Regions from separate parts of the Sus scrofa genome. Here region 2 is linked to region 1. The links are chromatin contacts, called in public Hi-C maps. All regions are on one chromosome and are shown on one strand. The core of a region is the stretch at or near the end of the contact, and the rest is flanking DNA. Distances in the headings are between cores, read along the strand shown. Region 1 overlaps ZC3HAV1 (zinc finger CCCH-type containing, antiviral 1). Region 2 overlaps KIAA1549 (UPF0606 protein KIAA1549 homolog).

Region 1 (7,332 bases), core at 1,716-4,215:
AGCCTATCATCCGATGAGAAAGCGTGGTTTCAAGGTGGAATGAAGGCTGAGTTCCCATTGTGGCTCAGTGGTAACAAAGCCGACGAGCACCCATGAGGACGTGGGTTCGATCCCTGGCCTCGCTCAGTGGGTTAAGAATCCACCATTACTGTGAGCTGTGGTGTAGGTCGCAGATGTGGCTGGGATTCGGCGTTGCTGTGGCTGTGGCGTAGGCCGGCTGCTACAGCTCTGATTCAGCCCTTAGCCTGGGAACTTCCATGTGCTGCAGGCGTGGCCCTAAAAAGCAAAAAAAAAAAAAAAAAAAAGCTGGGGGGTGCTTATTATGTATTCTTTTTTTTAAATTTTGACTTTTTCCATTATAGCTGGTTTACAGTGGTGTTTTTTTTGTTTTTTTTTTTTTTCTCGGTCTTTTTGCCTTTTCTAGGGCCCCACTGAGGCACATGGAGGTTCCCAAGCTAGGGGTCAAATGGGAGCTAGAGCTGCCAGCCTACACCAGAGCCACAGCAACATGGGATCTGAGCTGCGTCTGTGACCTACACCACAGCTCACGGCAATGCCAGATCCCGGCAATGCCAGATCCTTAACCCACTGAGCAAGGCCAGGGATCAAACCTGCAACCTCATAGTTCCCGCTTGTACGCGTTAACCACTGAGCCACGACAGGAACTCCTACAGTGTTCTGTTTTATTATGTATTCTTGAATTTACGTCTCAGTTTCAGTACCCAGGGCTTGGCTTTTGTCTTGTGCCTACACTATTGCCTTTCTTGGCTTTCTAGAGCTGTGGCTTGCCCTGGGCCTGGGCAATGAACTCCTGCCCCTCAAGGCCAGCTCTCCCAGTGGCTAAGCTTGGCTATCGGCGAGGAAACTTCTCCAGGGTCTGGGTCTGCACCCCCTGCCTGATGCAAAGCCCATGAGTCCCTGGCTCCACCTCCAGTTACTCCTAACTCTGTCCTCTCCCTGGCCCCCATCTGTGTAGGCGCCAAGTCCTGGCTTAGCACCTAAACTTCCACCTCTTAATTCTACCTTCCAGAGAGTTCACTGTCAAAACATACGCATCTACCCTTTTTTGGCCAAAGTTTCTACTCTCCCTGTTCCTATCAAGAAGGTTCCTAGCCCAGAAATTTCAGTTGCCCAACTCTTATTAAAAATTCAGTCAGCGACCCCTAGCCTGGGAACCTCCATATGCCGCGGGAGTAGCCCAAGAAATAGCAAAAAGACCAAAAAAAAAAAAAAAAAAAAATTCAGTCAGGAGTTCCCATCGTGGCTGAGTGGTTAACGAATCCGACTAGGAACCATGAGGTTTCGGGTTAGATCCCTGGCCTTGCTCAGTGGGTTAAGGATCTGGTGTTGCTGTGAGCTGTGGTATAAGTTGCAGACTCTGCTTGGATCCCACATTGCTGTGGCTGTGGTGTAGACCAGCAGCTGCAGCTCTGATTCCACCCCTAGCCTGGGAACTTCCATATGCTGTGGGCATGGCCCTAAACAGCAAAAAAAAAAAAAAAAAGTTTCTTGATGTTTTAGTAGGGAACATGAGTGACAGAATTTGTATAAATTTAAATGTGATCTATTCTCTGCTGAGCGTTCTTTAGTTATTTTATCTAATCACCAAGCTGAAGAACTGGAGTTTATAATTCCTGCTTCCACCGGCCCCTCACGGGGGAGTCACTTTTCCGCAAGTGCACTTTGCCATGATCCTCAGCTTAAACGAAGAAGAGCCCATACAAAGCTAGGGGTCAAATCAGAGCTGTAGCCGCCAGCCTACACCACAGCCACAGCAACTTGGGATCCGAGCCGCCCCTGCGACCTACAGCACAGCTCACAGCAACGCTGAATCCTTAACCCACTGAGCAAGGGCAGGGATCGAACCCGTGACCTCATGGTTCCTAGTCGGATTCGTTAACCACTGCGCCACGACGGGAACTCCTATTTCTTAATTTAAATTTTATTTTGTACTGGGGTATAATTGATTAACAAGGTTGTGTTAGTTTCAGGTGTACAGCAAACTGATTCAGTTATGTGTACGCATATATCCATGTTTCTTCAGATTCTTTTCCCATATAGGTTCCTGAAACGAGTTCCCTGTGCCATACAGCAGGCCTCTCTTTCTAATCCTATGAATCAAAGTGAAGAAAGACATTACACGGAAGCTCTGCTTATCTAAACTTCTCTCCCCTGTTTCTCCGTCCCTTTGTGGGTAAGCCTAGCATCTTCCAGTCTCTCTGAATCCAGACTGTGACTGAATCCCAGTGGCCACCTCCATCAGTCTTCTGATTGCTCACTCTTGCCCCTCTTCTGGCTGAAAGCAATGGCCTCTGTACATTTCTGTACCAACACATAGAGAGTCATCTCAAGGGGAGTTGCCGATGTGGCTCAACAGTAACAAACCCGACTAGTATCAGCAAGGATGCAGGTTGATGCCTGGCCTCGCTCAGTTGCCTAAGAATCTGGCATTGCTGTGAGCTGTGGTGTAGGCCGCAGACACAACTCAGATCCTGCATTGCTATGGCTGTGGTGTAGGCTGGCAGCTACAGATGACCCCTAGCCTGGGAACCTCCATGTACAGAGGGTGTGGCCTTAAAAAAAGCAAAAAAGAAGTTCCCGTCATGGCACAGTAGAAACAAATCTGACTAGGAACCATGAGGTTGCAGGTTTGATCCCTGACTTCATTCAGTGGACTAAGGATCCGGTGTTGCCGTGAGCTGTGGTGTAGGTCAGCGGCTGTAGCTCCGATTCAACCCCTGGCCTGGGAACCTCCACACGCCGTGGATGTGGCCCTGAAAAGACAAAAGACCAAAAAAAAAAAAAAAAATTATAATTGTTATGATGCAATCGGAGTACGTACTTGCTGAAAAAGTGCGGACAGGGCTGTGGGTATAACGTAAAAACGTACAGCATCCTCTACCAGGTTCCGGCCCCACGGTAACCAGGCAGGCATCAGAGTTTCTTCGGAAGTTGGGTAGTTTACACAAGAGTGTCCACAAGGAGGCAGTGTACTCACCTTCTCCCCATATCGAACCCATGTGTTAGGTCCGCTCTTCCAGTACCAAACCCATTTCGTGGTGAAGACAGTACCGGGCGGCCTCGTGACAGATGAAGGCGTGGAGAGGCGTCGGATGGGATTATAATCACAAGTCATCTCCTGGAAATTGAGTTTATAATTTCCAATAGAAAGGCTGAGAAGGGAAAGCTCAGTGTTAACAACATGCTTCCCTGAAGCAAAACGCTTGTTTTCTATACTTTCCACACCGTGGTCGTCCCTGATAAGAGGACAGAATTCAAACTGGAGGGCTGAAGGGGACCTCTGAATTTCCTGTATGCAGCTTGCAAGGAAAAACTGCAGTACAGGCACGTAACCTGCCTATCCCACGTATTTAATGGTGTCACAAAATGTGTTCTTCCTTTGAGAAATATTCCCAAAGGAAACTGTACCCACAAAAAAACATTTGAGTGGCTCAGTGTTAGACAGTCAGTGAGGGAGTGCCCGTCGTGGCTCAGTGGAAACAAATCTGACTAGTATCCAAGAAGATGCAGGTTCAATCCCTGGCTTTGTTCAGTGGGTTAAGGATCTGGTGTTTGGGTGAGCTGTGGTGTAGGTTGCAAATGCAGCTTGGATCCCGCATTGCTGTGGCTGTGGTTGTAGGCCAGCGACTACAGCTCCAATTTGACCCCTAGCCTAGGAACCTCCACATGCTGTGGGTGTGGCCCTAGAAAAAAGACAAAAACAAAAAAAAAAGTCAATTAGAAACTCACAGTAGGTCACTTTCAGTATTTATTTATTTATTTTGTCCTTTTAGGGCTGCACCCACGGCCTATGGAGGTTCCCAGGCTAGGGGTCGAATCAGAGCTGTAGTCACTGGCCTACATCACAGCCACAGCAAAGCCAGATATGAGCCGCATCTTGGACCTACATCACAGCTCATGGCAATACTGGATCCTTAACCCACTGAGCAAGGTCAGAGATCGAACCCACAACCTCATGGCTCCTAGTCAGATTCATTTCTGCTGCCCCACGACGGGAACTCCTTCAATCATTATTCTTTAAATAGTTATCAAAGTGTAGACCGAGACTTTTGCAGGGTGCCAGCCAGGTCAAAGTTATTCTCATCGTAATATTAAGACATTACTTGCCTTTTTCACTTTCATACCCTCACGGGGGCACAATGGAGTTTTCCAGAGGCTACATGATGTCGATTTCACAACACAATAAATTTGCAAAATACAGAACAATTTCATTCTTCACAACAAATTTGGTTTTGTTTTGGAAAAGTTACTTTTGTAGTTATACATATATATAGTTGTAAGCGCTTATACGTACAGGTCATTATCAAAGATGTTACATTAACATAAATGAGTTTATTATTGGTTTTTAATGAATTAATTTCATTATTTTCATTGAATCAATAATCCTTTAATTTTTCTCAGTTGTGATTTTTTTTTTTTTTTTCTATTTAGGCTGTGCCCACGGCTTGGGGAAACTCCTGGGGGCAGGGGCTAAATCTGCGCCACAGCAGCAACCCGAGCCACGGCAGTGACAGTGCCAGGTCCTCCACCCGCTGCACCACAAGAGAACACCTCAGCTGTGATCTTTAATGCGGAATACATATCAGTATACACATCAATAGAAGTTCTTTGGGATCGTCAATACACTTTAACACTACGTAGGACTCCCAAGACCAGAAAGTTTGAGTGTTACCGATCTAAGAAACACCCCCTCGATTGGGGATGTTCGATCAGGAGCAATTTTGCCACCCGAACATTTGACAGCCCTGAAGCCATCTCCGGTTATCAAAACGAGCGTTATCACGGGTGGATGCCACGAAGGATGCTACACTGGCCCCCAACAAATAATTATCTGGTCCCCAAAGTCATTAGGGCCAAGGCTGAGAAACCCTGCTTCAGGTTTATCTGGTGGGGGGAACACACCCAGAAATAAGAAAATGGTTGATGTCACCCTCTAGTGGCAAAAGGCAGCCACACAGAATCTCTACCCCATTTCACTAAATGTGTGGATGATGAAATGTCCCTATTTCCCCTCAAGAATTTCCTTCTAAAAAAAGGAAACAGACACATGCTTAGGAGTGGTACTGCCCCTACCAGCCCTACAAGAAACAGAAATGGAAGGCAGCCTCTTAGAAACCGCCAGGATACAGAATACAGCAAGCAGGAAGGAAGGCAGGACATGCTAACGCGTTCAACCAAATCCTGCCCAGAACTATATGAAGTGACTCAAATCATTTCCTCAAACCATGAAATTAAAGAAAAGCCCCTCTTTTCTTTCTTCTTTTTTGGCCGCACCCATGGTGTACGGACGTTTCCGGGCCACATATCAAATCTGAGCCAAAGCTTCAATCTGCGCCACAGCTACAGCAATGCTGGATGCTTAACCCACTGAACCACAGAGGGAACTCCGCCAAAGGCTCTGTCAAGCTCATCATTCAATACTTGTAATAGTCCTGTGATGAGCTGAGAGGAATACAAACCGCCCCCTGCATCGTATTATTCTCCAGGACATGCTGCCAAGTATTAACAAATACTGTGTCCTTGTTTATTTCACCTAAGGGAACAATCCCAGAACCCCTTGTATCAGCCAGGCCCTGAGTGACTTCACACCTACCCCACTTATACTTTTTTCTTCATTAACCCAGCAGGCATTTGCCTTTTTTATCCCAAGAGTTAACCTGAACGGCATCCTGAGGGGAACCTGCTTTTTCTTCTTCCCATAAACATAGCACTAGGCGTTCCTTTGATGCTGTGGCTTTCATAAGCCAGTCCGGCCACCAACTTACACGGAGACTTTGGGGTCACAAAAGGCCTCCTCGACGTTCTCCATGAGCGAGAGGTCCATCCAGGTGTTCGCACTGAGCATCTGCCACCGGTAGGGCAGGTGGAAGTGAACTTTGCTGCAGTTCTCTGCAAAGACAGAAGAGAGGTCTGACCGATTCAGCCAAATTCACCGCTAACTTTCCCCATCAAGGTCTGCCGTCCCCAGCCCGCCAGCCCCGCAGGCACATGGCCTGGCTCCACCGCCATTCATGCTGGCCCCTGCCTGTACTGCCCCAAACCCTTACTTCCGTGTTCCTTTGTCACCCATGGAGATGCGCCAGAAAATGAAATGCTAACCCCCCCCAGAAGCCACATTATCCACAAGGAAATCTGAGGTCATTGTAAATTTACAGTTACCTTCTGCACTTCCCTCATGAATTTATTGAGTCGAAAGACTCTCCTGCATGGCCAACTGCTTGTTTCTTTGAAGCCCTGGCCTAAAAAGCACCCCTTCCAGAAGAATTCCCTCACTAATCTCTTAGGCTTCTGACCTGACTTCTATTTTGTATCCCCCAGCCAGTACCCCATCTTTAGTTTGGGCTTTATTATTCATGTATTTTAGGCAGTTTTCTAATCTGCGGATGTTCTGATGCCCCATTTTAATGACAAACTCATTGAAGAGAGGCCTGCATCATTGTTTAGCTTGCATCTCCCTTGCTTTACTGGCAGAGAGCAGGGCATGCAAAAGATAGCCATTCAATGACTGCTTGCCGAATAACGAATTAATGTCATAAGCCTATAATCTATAAGTACAGAAAATAGTTCTGTTTTTCACAATTTGCCTTATGTTTAGATTATCTTGAAATGTCTAAAAGTGTACGGAGATCCCGTCACGGCTCAGTGAAAATGAACCCAACTAGTAACCATGAGGACTCGGGTTCGATCCCTGGCCTCGCTCAGTGGGTTCAGGATCTGACGTTGCCATGAGCTGTGGCGTAGGTCACAGACGCAGCTCAGATTTGGCGTTGCTGTAGCTGTGGCGTACGCCAGCAGCTGTAGCTCCGATTCAACCTCTAGCCTGGGAACCTTCATATGCCAGCGGGTGGCCCTAAGAAGCAAAAAATAAATAAATGAATAAATAAGTGACTACTTCAGTAGCAGTAGAGGCAGACTCGGATGTCACGGGGAAACCCACAGAGCAGTACTGCCTGAGATTTGGTAGATTCAAAAGTAGCAGCATTTGATACAGTCCATTCCTGCCTCACGCTCATTAGAATGGCTGCTACAAACACACAAATTAACAAAATCAGACATTAACAACGGTTGGCGAGAACATGGAGAAATTGGAGCCCTGGTGCACTATTGGTGAAAATGTAAAATGATACAGCTGCTATGGAAAATTGCAGCTCCTCAAAAAACTAAACATAGATTTACCATATGCTCCAGCAATTTCACTACTGGGACTATACCCCAAAGAACGGAAAGCAAGGTCTTGGATAGATTTTTGCACAACTGTGTTCACAGCAGTATTACACACAGTAGCCAAAGGCAGAAACAACTCAAGAGTCC
Region 2 (7,332 bases), core at 2,782-5,281, 210 kb before region 1:
GCGACTTGGGTCGCCCCTGGCAGGACCCATTCACATGGCATCATCTCCTCCACCTCCAAGCTTCAGCCCCAGACTCGGGGGTGCTGCCCCTCATGTGTGCCGCCCCAGCACCCTAGACAAACCTACACTGCAGCACCTCAGCTTTGAACTGCTTCCCCTTCTCCCTTATGAAAGTCCTTGATGGGTTATGGGTTGGTGGGTTATCCGTGCTTGTCACCCAGCCCGGCCCTGAGTGGCTGAGAGTAAATTGCTCAATTGGGCGAATGAACATGCAGCACCAGGCAGCTCCATCTGGCTGCCCGCAGTGCCAGCCGGCCAGGAACCATGGTCCTATGCCAACCACGGGGTGTGGACTGTCCCTGTTGAAAGGAACAAGTTTCCAAAGGGCCAGCAGCATCTGGCCAACGCCATTCGTGTCTTTAAATAGAACCTCAACAGGGCGAGGCGGGTCCAAGCTGTAATTTTTCTGGGAGCAGTCAAAAGTGATGCCTTGGGGCTCCAGATTAAAGAGAACACAGATAAAAGAAAGACATGGGTTAGCAGTCCTTTCTCATTAGAAACAGTAAAAGACCCTGCCTCAAACTAGGACAGAATGGTCTCTCTCTCTGTTATCACATTTCAGAACTAATCTATTCCCAGACAATGTGAAGAGGTTTCCTTCTGGTTACAAGAAGGGGGGAGGGTGTGGATTTTTGGTCCGTGGATTTATTCATTCCAGATGTTGGCAGCTCTGGGATTTGCCCAAAGATGTCAGGGAGCAGTGGTGAAGCAGCATCAGGGGGCGGGGTGGGCAGAGGGGAGAGAGAAATCACAGAGCCACACGAGGAGGAAAAAGTGCTCTTGCAGTCACGACAAGACAGCATCTTTTCAAAGGGCCCCGAAGACGAGGCTAGGGGACCCTCGCTATCGACAGATGGTCTCAGAAGAAACACTTACGCAGCAGAGAGACGCGTTTTTCAACGACATGGACATCATCGTTTTCCTACGATAAAAGCAGGACAAGCTCTACGTGGTGGGTTCCTGTGCCAGCAAAACAAAGACCTTGCCACCCTCCTAACAGAGCGGAGGACACCTGTCACCTCCGGTGGTCCTCCGGGCGGAGTTCCTCCCGGCAAAGATGCCGTCAAAGGAAAAGCATCAAACTCCACAGCACTGGGCACAAAGAGAGCAGCTCTGGAGGCCAGTTTTATGGGAAACTGTCCGTTTGATGTACAGCAACATCTGCGATGTGAGACTATTTCGGAACTAAAAGTGGGAGACGGCGAAAGCTTGGGCAGTAGCATCTAGTGAACGGTGGGAATGCTGGCAATTACTGAAGGGACAGGTGTGTTTATGTTAGGAAGCAGCAAACATTAAAGACCTAAATACATAACCGCCTATACGGGTTAAGTCTCTCAGTAACAATACCCTTTCACCAGAACAAAAACACTTCCAAAGCGACTGTTGATCTCATTACAATGAAATTCACACTATGCATCATTTAGTAGATCGGTGACTTTTTCCCAGGTTCTTTCCATGCTATTCACCACCTAACAACAAAACGACCTTAGCAGACCATGTAAATAATAAATGAAGAGAGGTCATAAATATAACCGTAATGTACAAACTGCCTCTCAAACACTGCATAACCATGAACTTGCAATTAATCAAGGGTTTGCCTTTCTTAGTGGATCCATAAGAAAAAGAATGCTCCTCATTTACTTTCACAAAGGTAAAATACATCTTAAAATAATACTTTTTTTTTTTCAGGAGTTACCATCATGGCGCAGCAGTAATGAACCCAACTAGTATCCATGAGGATGCAGGTTCGATCCCTGGCCTCACTCAGTGGGTTAAGGATCCGATGTTGCGTGAGACACGGCTCGGAGCTGGCATTGCTGTGGCTGTGGTGTAGGCCAGCAACCCTAACTCTGACTGGACCCCTGGCCTGGGAACTTCCATATGCCCTCGCGGGTGCAGCCATAAAAAGCCAAAAATAATAATAATAATAATTAATTTAAAAAAATAAAATACTTTTTTTTTTCATCCAGGAAGTCTAGGTTTGTGATGTGCAGAAATTTTTTTATACCCAGAAAATCAGAATAAAATTAAAAGGTTAAAAGGACAATTTTTTTATTTCTGGTTCTTCTGCCTCTTGCTTGCCTTTTCTTAGCAAACTTTTCGAGTTAAGTGGGCCCTCTACATGTGTGAGACCCAGAGCAGGCACATGTCAATAAATGCAGTGGCGACCACACGTCCCATGCTCTGGGTGTGGCTAGCCCGGGCGCTGCGCTCAGTGTCCGGACCTCACAAGCGCCTCTCTTACTTGGCACGTTCTCGCTGCACTAGGGAGCTAGGCACTGATGAAGAGGCTATATCTTCACTCTGAAACTTGTATGTGACAAATATTGCAGAAACTGTTGAAACCTACGTGTGAGAAGGGGACTGTGATTACTATAAAAACTAACTCAAGGAGTTCCCGCTGCGCTAAAACAGTAACGGCTGTGCCTGCAGTGCCAGGACATAAGTTGGATTCCTGGCCAACACTGGTCAAAGGATCCGGTGTTGCCACAGCTGCAGCATAAGTCGAAAGTGGGGCTTGGATCCGATCCCTGGCCTAGAAACTCCACATCTCATGGGGCAGCCAAAAAAAGGAAAAGGAAAAAACCCTACCTTGAATGCTTTGGAAAGACATGGAAAAGGAGCTGCTAGAAAGAAAAGAAGAAGGCAGGCGGAAAGAAAGAAAGAAGGAAGGAAGGAAGGAAGGAAGGAAGGAAGGAAAGAAAGAAAGAAAGAAAGAAAGAAAGAAAGAAAGAAAGAAAGAAAGAAAGAAAGAAAGAAAACAAAAAAAAAAGAAAAGAAAGAAAGGAGGGAAGGAAGAAAAAAAGGGGGAGAGAAAGGGAGAGAGAAGGAGAGAGGGAGGAAGGAAGGAAGAAAAAAAGAAAAGAAATGAAATGAAACTGCTGTCAGGTGAGGGGCAGTGAATTTACTCTAAAAGATTACACAGTAGAGTGGGGTGGGGGGATATTGGAAAAATAAAAAATTGTACTCAGGTTCCCTATAAGAAGCCTGGATTGGAAATGGCAGCTGGTGGATTATGTGTATTGTTTCTTATAAGAAATACTGCACAGAATTTCTTCCAGTAGACTAATGCCCCAAAATATTTTTTAAAAGATTGGCAAGTACTCATTTATATATATATAAAATGTATATACTTATAAATTTATATAATTATATATTAAAATTAATGCATGTATTACTTTTTTCTTTTTTTTTTTTTCTTTTTTAGCGTCACATGTGCAGCATAGGGAAGTTCCCAGACTAGGGACTGGATCAGAGCTATAGCTGCAGCCTACACCACAGCCACAGCAATGCAGGATATTCAGCCCACTGAGCGAGGCCAGGGATTGAACCCGCATCCTCATGGCTACTAGTTGGGTTCGTTCCCTCTGAGTCACGACAGGAACTCCCTGTATTACACTTTCTTAATGATTAAATGGTCGTGATCACGGTGGATAAGTAGGCTTGCGACATGGAAGGAGAGGAAAAGAAAGGAGCCACCCAGCAGAGTTGCATATGAACGAAAAGATACACAGATCAAAGCAAACCTTTCCTGGCTCCTGTTCTCTGAAAAATACCCAGGGTTAAAAGAGATCAGAATTCACAGACAGAATGGACGTGATCTTCTAAGGGAGCATCTCAAAAATAAAATCACAGTGGAATTCAGAGCCCACGGCACTGCTAAGCCATTACACCTTCCTGGCGAGGAGTTAATCCTGCAGAGGAACTGGGGTGCCCTAGGCACACACGGAGACAACGGGACGCCACCGGTGAAACCAAACCCCTTCCTTACCAGCTCCCTCCCCCGTCCTTCCGGATCAGGACTGGAGGCACCTCAGCCCAGCCCACGGGGTGCTCATGCGAACGCCGGGGGCGGGGGCGCCCTTACCTTCTGCCGCTGCTGAATGTTGGCCACAGTGTCAGGCTGAAAGTCCAGCTTGTCCGTGCGGCAGAGTTTCCAGTAGAGGATGACGACGATCAGCGCCACCAGCAGCCCCGGAATGACCACGCCCACAATGACCCAGAGGTTGCTGCTCTGCGACTCCGGCTCCGGCCTCTTCACCCTGTCCACGGCTGCAGGCGAGGGAGGGGGTCTGTCAGGGGCTGCTCTGCGACCCTGGGCCAGGCGGCCCTTCCGGGCCGAGACTGTGCCTTCTTCCAGGAGCCACCCTCACAGCCCCCGTCCTTTCGGCGCAAGACGACTGGGGAGAGAGCACGCCCCCCGACGACAGGAAACGAGAGGCAGTGACAAACACGGGAGGGTCGGTCGCCTCGACCGCCCAGGAGCGACCACGGTGACATACGTGATGTGTCCTCAGGAACAGGGCTAACTCACGACAATGTCAGCTTATTCCTGGTCTCCTGGCTTCCAGCTCATTCCACCAGATCGGTCCCTAAACTCTCACTGCAGGAATGGTCCCACACCAAGAGCGAGGTCTGCGAGCCCTGCCTTCATGCCTTATCTGTGTCCCCACCCCCAGCCCCCAAGCCCTTGAAACATGACTTTTGATTCAAATTGCTTTACCTAAGGTACCAGCCGTCCACTTTAAAATGACATTAAATCAATTTACTTATTTGGAAGCCCTCACTCCCCCCTCCCACCCCCATTCCAACCCCATCTTTCCTGTCTCAACTACTCTGTCCTTCTTAATTTCCTTCACTGGCTCCTTCCCCCACCCCAGCCTCTCAGGACTGGACCCTCATCCCCTTTATTCTACACGCATCCTCTCTCAGGATTCGGCTTTTTTCTTGATCTTTAAAAAAATGTTTTTTAATATTTTGAAAAAAATCTTAGGAGTTCCCATCATGGCTCAGTGGAAACAAGTCTGACTTGTACCCATGCAGACACAGGTTCGATCCCTGGCCTCGCTCAGTGGGTTAAGGATCCAGCATTGCCAGGAGCTGTGGTGTAAGGCGAACACTGGGCTCGGATCCTGTGTTGCTCTGGCATCGGCCATCGGCTGCAGCTCTGATCTAAAACTTCCACATGCCACAGGTGCGGCCCTAAAAAGACAAAAAAAAATTTTTTTTACTGGAGTATAGCTGACTTACAATGTGATATTAGTTTCAGGTATACAACCAAGTGAATCAGTTATACATCTGTCCATTTCGTTCCAGATTATTGTATTTTCTTTACACGGCACTGAGCAGGTGGCCATGTGCTGTACAGTGGGTCCTTCTTACTTCTTTATCTCATACACAGGAATGTGGACACGTCCATCCCAGCCTCCCAGCGCATCTCTCCCCTCAACTTTTCCCCTTCGATAACGCCAAGTTCAGTGTTGAAATCTCTGAATCCACTTCTGTTTTGCGAATAAGTTCTTTTGCAGCATTTTTATGAGATGCCACGTATAAGTGATATCATACATTTGTCTTTCTCTGTCTGACGAACTTCACTTAGTATGATAAGCTCTAGTTGCATCCACGTTGCTGCCAGTGGCATGGTTTCATTCTTGTTTATGACTGAGTCATAGTCCATGTGCATATGTACCCCGTCTTCTCTATTCATTCTGCTGCTGATGGACATTTAGGTTGCTTCCACGGCTTCACTACTGTAGACAGTGCTGCAACGAACACGGCGGTGGAGGTATCTTTTTGATGTACTGGTTTTCTCTGGACACAGGCCCAGGAGTGAGACTGCTGGATCACATGGTAGCACCATATTTCGTTTTTGAAGGAACCTCCACACTGTTTTCCATAGCGGATACACCCACTGACATTCCCACCAACATGCTCCGCACTCTCTCTGGCAGTTATTATTTACAATAATACATTGTAAATATTAAACTGACTCGCTGACGACAGCCATTCTGACCGGTGACAGGTGATACCTCATTGTAACTTCATTATAGTTTTGATTTGCTTTTCTCTAATAATTAGTGATGTGGAGCATCTTATCTTTTCGTGTGCTTTTTGGCCATCTGTCTGCTTTCTTTGGAGAAATGTCTATTTAGATCTTCTGACCATTTTTTACTTGGGTTGTTTGGGCTTTTCTGGATATAAAGCTGTATGAGATGTTTGTACATTTTGGAGATTGGTACTTTGTTGGTCGCAAGTATTTTTTCCTCCCATTTTGCAGGTTGTTCTTTCGTCAGCTCTTCGGGAAAGCTCAACTGCTTCCAGTCCTCTTAAAGCTCAGGTTCCGACCACCAGGCTCTGAAAATCAAAATGCCCCCTCCTCTCTGCCCAACTCGCTCTGTTAGGGCCACTTCACAAGGACCTCTCCAAGACGACACTAAATTCCCCCCATCTAAGGCCTTTTGTTCTTGCTTGTCTTTGTCTGATAAATGATATGCTGCTATTCTTTCAAAATGCATTTTGTTACATAAATGTATCATCTTGGAGTTCCTGCTGTGGCTCAGCAGAAACAAATCTGACCAGTATCCATGAGGACGCAGGTTCGATTCCTGGCCTCACTCAGTGGGTTAAGGATCCGGCATTGTCATGAGCTGTGGTGTAGGTCATAGATGCGGCTTGGATCTGGTGTTGCTGTGGCTGTGGTATAGGCCAGTGGCTATGGCTCCAATTTGACCCCTAGCCTGGGAACATCCATATGCCTTGAGTGCGGTCCTAAAAGCAAAAAACAAACAAACAAACAAACAACAACAAAAAAAGTATCATCTTGATGGACGATACAACCTTCCTCATTAAAATGGTCATGACTCTAAACCTTGTCTTTTCAAATTCATCTTGGTCTTCCTGGGCAGAGACTAAGTTTTATGCTCTTTTCACAGCCTATAATGGTTAACATATGCTGCAGCATCAAGATGTTTCTACTCAAAGATCTAACAATAAGAAAGATGCTCGGCGCTGGATTAAGTTTGGGTTTAGGTCCCTGAGAGAATGACAAGGGAGGGGAGCGAGCCCTCTAAAGCACACGCGCTACGAAAGAAGCACAAATTACAAAGCAAAGGCTATATGCAAGAAATGGAAAAAATGACAATGTGGTAAAAACTTGAATTTTTAAATCGGGCCTGAATACAGTTAACATTCAGTTCATTCTGCATGAAAACAGCTGACAATATAGGAGTGACACAACCAGAGATGCTGGGACAACTGGATACTCTTCCTAGTTCTAACCTAATAAAACCCTGTGACGCATCCAAACAAGGCCCTAGGATGAGGTCCACAGCTGTTTGGGGGCTGGTCCTGGTGTTGGCCGAGGCTTCCAAGCCCAGGACTGCTAGCCCTGTGGTTTTGAGCATGCAACTGAGGGAAGGCAGGTTCAAGACACATGGAAAAAGCCTTGAAGGGTAACCACAGCCTACTGCAGGCCATCTTCGCTAAACAGTG

What was found. Hi-C and Micro-C count contacts between places; a contact is called where the count stands out from the background.
Region 2: a Hi-C map of alveolar macrophages shows a contact between it and region 1, with 1.8 times the contacts expected there. The contact joins two enhancer-like sites. A contact is called at or near these places in 12 of 47 Hi-C or Micro-C datasets (alveolar macrophages, brain, embryonic fibroblasts and 7 more) and 1 of 2 datasets of contacts at active chromatin or transcription factors (skeletal muscle).

What each region holds. Positions count from the first base shown.
Region 1 is chr18:10,563,669-10,571,000 of Sscrofa11.1, reverse strand. It overlaps ZC3HAV1 (zinc finger CCCH-type containing, antiviral 1), which reads right to left. Exons shown (of 13, transcript NM_001177489.1): 6 at 5,787-5,910; 7 at 2,999-3,173. Among named protein-coding and RNA genes, the nearest start is that of ZC3HAV1L, 25 kb to the left of the region's middle. Within about 2 kb of position 2,965, at least 1 of the 83 cell types and tissues checked has an H3K27ac peak or open chromatin away from gene starts, as enhancers often do. A contact at or near this core is called in alveolar macrophages, where this site is marked.
Region 2 is chr18:10,772,365-10,779,696 of Sscrofa11.1, reverse strand. KIAA1549 (UPF0606 protein KIAA1549 homolog) reads right to left here. Exons shown (of 20, transcript XM_021078582.1): 10 at 3,929-4,113. Among named protein-coding and RNA genes, the nearest start is that of ATP6V0A4, 92 kb to the left of the region's middle. Within about 2 kb of position 4,031, at least 12 of the 83 cell types and tissues checked have an H3K27ac peak or open chromatin away from gene starts, as enhancers often do. A contact at or near this core is called in alveolar macrophages, where this site is marked.